Linked DNA regions of Bombyx mori: region 1 is linked to region 2. Evidence: chromatin contacts called from public Hi-C data. All regions are on one chromosome and are shown on one strand. The core of a region is the stretch at or near the end of the contact, and the rest is flanking DNA. Distances in the headings are between cores, read along the strand shown.

What was found. A called contact is a pair of places that touch in the nucleus more often than the background predicts.
Region 1: a Hi-C map of middle silk gland shows a contact between it and region 2, with 1.5 times the contacts expected there. The contact joins two enhancer-like sites. A contact is called at or near these places in 2 of 7 Hi-C or Micro-C datasets (middle silk gland and whole pupa).

Annotation. Positions count from the first base shown.
Region 1 is chr5:14,572,316-14,575,015 of ASM3026992v2, forward strand. The region is part of intron 2 of LOC101738757 (solute carrier family 12 member 6); the gene reads right to left. Among protein-coding and RNA genes, the nearest start is that of LOC101744237, 28 kb to the left of the region's middle. Within about 2 kb of position 1,381, at least 5 of the 8 cell types and tissues checked have open chromatin away from gene starts, as enhancers often do.
Region 2 is chr5:14,537,380-14,540,108 of ASM3026992v2, forward strand. The region is part of intron 2 of LOC101738757 (solute carrier family 12 member 6); the gene reads right to left. Among protein-coding and RNA genes, the nearest start is that of LOC101744237, 7.4 kb to the right of the region's middle. Within about 2 kb of position 1,257, at least 1 of the 8 cell types and tissues checked has open chromatin away from gene starts, as enhancers often do.

The DNA.
Region 1 (2,700 bases), core at 131-2,630, 35 kb after region 2:
CGTGGTTAAAATTCGATTTCCTTACACATGGAAGCTTCCAAGTAAAGAGGTCTTTGGTTGAATTTTTTCGATACTTTAGAGAGAAAAACATTTCTCCAGTTCGCTCCATAATGCCCTTCAATCGAATTTCATAAGATATTCTAGAAATATTGATTATATTTTCTGTGCTTACAATAGTATGTACTACTAAATTGTTTTCTTTTAGTATTGCTCAATTCATCGCACAGTCCCAGCTGCGTTATAATTGGAACAAATAAAAATAAATGTACATATTATATTTGAATGACTTCGTGTCTTAAACTGAACTTATATCTGTAACCGATATCACCGAACTTAATAAGAGTGCTCCAATTTTAAAGTCGGTGTCTTTTGAAGCATTACGAACAAAGAATTTTATCGTACTTTTTCTATGAAGCTCGAACACTTGATGACATTTAGGTTTAGTTTGACTCCAAATCACTTCTTTGCTGATCAAACCACAGAAAAAACGCCTTTTTAAATATTTTAAAGTTATCTATTGTAGTATTGTCCATCAGACCATCAAACGGGCTGTATTCTCATTTGTCTGTATTAGCCATTAAAGAATGTAAGACACAGTTCTGCCAGTTTAACTGTAATGGTCAAAGCCAATAGATTCGAGGTCTATAACTTAAAATAAACTATCTTTTACTCACATTCCCTAACATTAATGCAAAATTTAAGTAAGTAAATTGGGGCACAACCGGTTATTTTTTTGGTCGCTAATATATAATGCATGGTAGGTCCCACTGTATGGTACTGATACATACAAATTCTGAGCATAAGACGCTGGGCTTCTACTAGCTGAGCACGAAAAAACTATATCATCTTGAGATTTGAGATCAAAGTCTCAAAATTGTGGAGATCGGATGTCGGGTGAGAGAGTGTAGACTGTAGAGTGTAGAGTCGTTTAGTAAGTAGGACCCTAAAAATATCCTTGGGTTCGCGTGCCCCTTAGACACGGACCCTCGTATGAGGATCGGTACCCTGTCTGAAGAAAAAAACCGTAGGTAGGTTTTTTTTTTTTTATTGCTTAGGTGGATGGACGAGCTCACAGCCCACCTGGTGTTAAGTGGTTATTGGAGCCCATAGACATCTACAACTTAAATGCGCCACCCACCTCGAGATATAAGTTCTAAGGTATCCTTTCATTTCCTCTTGATTTGTATTTTCTGCTGAACCAGAGCATTGCTTCTATTATATTAAATTAGTGCAATATAGCGTCACCTACTGCGCTCATCAATAATATTATAAAGATAAGCTATCATACCATACAAGTGACGCGCATTAATAGGCATTCAATCGCAGCGATTGTTTATCACGTAATATACGGGCAGATGTGTCCGGCCCCTAACGCTGTCGGGCAATCCAATTACTGGATTAGCCACCGCTAAAGTGGGGTGAAGTGAGGCGTCACACTGGCCTCTTACATTTTACCTGTGCTCTCTAATGTTTATTGCGCGGGATTTTGACTGGGCAACGTGTGAAAAAAAAAACGATGAACTCAGATTAACTATTCCGAATGCTTTCGCAATATAAATTTTGTAGAGAAGTCTTTAAATTGTAGTTTAGCGTTCGGTTGTGTAGTGTGAGGTTTTTTTTGTTTTTTTTTTTTTTCGTAGACTACTAGATCGAAATCGCGACTCTCGGAGAAGATCCGACAAGAGACTCAGCGGGTTGATACATATAGACTCATAAAAACTGTCGTTTTATTGTTTTTAGGTTAGAGTCCACCGTTAATGTCATATAGACAGGTTATTTGCATTTTTTACGATAAAACAAATTAGAATATTTTAATTGTGTAAATCAAAATACTTTGTGTGTCTTGTTTTCCCGGCCGCCACGATTTTTATTTAATTTTGATGGTTTTCGATATCGTTAGGCTAGTTTAAGACGTTTTAAATATCAAAAGGATCGCAATTAACCCAATATTGTAATCACCCCATCACGCCCATATTTTGTCATGGATGTTGCGAAATACGAATCGACTTTTCATAGAAAATGCGCAACAGTGGTATACGATTAGGCCCTAGGTACCTACCACTACCGTCATAGCTAAGAAGGCCTGCAATAGCAGTGTAATTCATAATAATATATACCAATGAGAGCATTACTTACTGTAGTTTCTTTTTGTTTTTTTACTGGAGCCCATAGATATCTACAACGTAAATGCGCCACCCACCTTGAGATATAAGTTCTGAGGTCTCAGTATAGTTACAACGGCTGCCCCGCCCTTCAAACCGAAACGCATTAACTGTTTCACGGCAAAAACAGTCAGGGTGGTGGTACCTACACGTGCGGACTCACAAGAGGTCCTACCACCAGTAATTACGCAAATTATAATTTTGCGGGTTTGATTGTTATTACACGATGTTATTCCTTCACCGTGGAAATCAATCGTGAACATTTGTTAAATACGTATTTCATTAGAAAAATTTGGTACCCGCCTGCGGGATTCGAACACCGTTGCATTGTTAGATACGAATGCACCGGACGTCTTATCCTTTAGGCCACGACGACTTCAAACCACGGCGGCATTTACGTTGTAGATGTCCACATTCACATCAAAGCAATAAAAAAATTAAATAAATTGAAATTAGACCCTCAGACCGATAGCCAGTATCAATTTGCACAACGACACCGCCATTTATATAGCACAATTTTATTGCAATATCGACTTCA
Region 2 (2,729 bases), core at 7-2,506:
CCCGTTTAAAAGTTCTGAAAAACAGTCCATGACAGCATTTGTCTATATTTTAAGGTTGGCTGACGATAACTTTTTTAAGCTAACCAAATTTGTTTTAAATAAAACATTATTTGTGAAGGTGTTTTTATATAGATGATATTAATCCTTATCCAAATAAATATATTATTCATTACAAGTATTTCAATTAAAAGAAATTTGCCCTTCACATCATTAGATACCTATGAGTATCTTAGAAGATATCGCAGTTTGACCATCTGCGTAAATGAAATCGCGAGTAAAATTAAGCGTTATCCCAAAGTAAATAGTCCACGCGGATGATTGCTCACTTTTTTTTTGCCAGGAGGAAATCACCGGACTTCCGCCCTCGACTGGGGATGGAGGGCGGGGCATGTCGGAGTTGAACCGACTAAAACCTCCTGTCGCTCAACAACCAGCATCCAAACCTCGCATGAGACAGAACTCATGAAAAGGCAAATGGAGGAAAGTGAAGCATTTAGTGCGGAGCACATCTCTCCCATCACCCTCCCCCTCGGGACGCCAACCGGCGGTCGTCGGCGCCATGACCACCAGCCCTCTCGGTCGGCAGGCTATCCGAAGCCCATACCCCCTAGATGGTGCCGGTTAGAATGGTCTATCCTACGGAATACCCCGCTGGGTCAGAACCAGCGTGAGTTGAGGATAGCCGGCCTTCCATCACCCGGATGCTCTTACGTAAGACGCATGCAGAGCAGCTTGCACGTCGTCTTCTTAGGACCCCTTCGCCGGTCCCCAGGCCGACATGTGAGGGAGACCCGAAACACTTAGAGGGCCAGGGCTTGGGCGAAATCCGCCTCCCTGGCCCCCGCTCGAAGGCGGCGGGCCTGTGCGTCTCTCACGCACCCCGCCGCCTCCTTCTGCAAGATGGTGCACTCGCAGAAGTCGATCATCGCCTTCCACGACTCGTCGTCACCGAGCATCGATACCACAACACTCGGCAACGACAAGTCGTTTCGTATTTTTGCGACGAGGACACGGCACCACCCCTCCCATTCGGGGCAGGCGACAAGCGTGTGCTCCGCCGTGTCCAAGTCACAACCACAATGGTGGCACTCTGCCGTCGGCTCGGCTCCGATCCGGTACAGGAACTCACCGAAGCAACCGTGCCCAGTGAGCACCTGATTGAGCCGGAAAGTGAGATGTCCTCTGGCACGATTCACCCAATTCACAAGAACCGGGCGAATCGCCTCGACGGTCCTACGACCAGCCGAGGGATCGGCCAGCCGCCTGGACCATGACTCCAGCAAGGACCGCCGAGATCGGGCCCTCCGCGCTCTGATCACACTGGGGCTGGGACGTGCCACGCCCCGGGCATGAAGGTCAGCCCGCCACTGATAGTCAGCAGACAGCGGGTCCGCCTCCAGGACCCAAGGTGGCGTCCCAGCCAATACACACGCCGCCTCGAAGAAGATGGTGCGATAGCCGCGGATGACCCTGACCGCGATGGTGCGTTGCGGCCGTTGCAGCAGCTTCGCTACCCCCACGACTAGGGACCGGCCCCACACGGGATGATTGCTCACTAAAGTAGAACTTGAGTACGATTTAATTATAAAAATTACCTATGGCGCTATCAAGCTGATAACATCTTGTTTGGCAGAGTTTGTAAATATTTGAGCTTTATGGTGCATTGGCAAATAGCCAGCGACAGCTTTCGGCCAGATAGTCTAAATACTCTTTTTGTTGCTGCTACTATATGGTAGATTTGTTGAATTAAGCTCGTAGTTCATAATAAGCCAAAGGTAATGGTAGTTTTTAATCTTAATTCTAAAATCTATATGGAGAATGTGGATGTTGTAATCAAATGTTGATCGTATTTCATATCTAAATGCTAAAATCGTTCATCAAACTTGGTCGGGAAATTCGTAAAGAGAAAAATGTGAAACGAGACACAAGTTAAATTTCAAAAAGTTTAAATGAACACATTCGATACACAATGTATTGAATAGAAAATTCTCAATATAATTTATGCCAATAACATCGGGAACAGAAATAGGAATCTGTTCCAAATGGCGGTAAATTTGTTTAATTAAAGTTGGACGGTCGTTACTTCGAAGCATTGAAACCAGTACTCAAAGCGGCCCTAGTTAGATTTTAACTGGTGGTAGGACCTCTTGTGAGTCCGCACGGGTAGGTATCACCGCCCCGCCTGTTTCTGCCGTGAAGCAGTAATGCGTTTCGGTTTGAAGGGTGGGGCAGCCGTTATAACTATACTGAGACCTTAAAACTTATAACTCAAGGTGGGTGGCGAATTTACGTTGTAGATGTAAATTGTATAGCCTCCAGTAACCACTTAACACCAGGTGGGCTGTGAGCTCGTCCACACATTTAAGCAATAAAAATAAATAAATAAAATATCAAATTCGACCATTGTGCTTAGTGCGAGTTTTTTAACGTTCTCGATAGCGTAAAAGTTAATATTCATATTTGTAAGGAGTTGGAACTTTTGCCGATAAGGGCGCTATTCTAGAACGTTAAAAAACTCGCACTAAGCATACTGATGGAGCAGCCATCACACATTCATCGTAGCTGTGCATCAGCGTTACAGGCACAAATAGTTCCAAATAAAAACGGGAATGTTTTACTTTTAATTGAGTCGTAGGTAAGCTTTTTATTATCAATATTAAGTACCTTTTTGGTCCTGTTTTGAACGAATTGGCAAATAAACAAAATGTGCTAAAAAAATAAATTGGTAA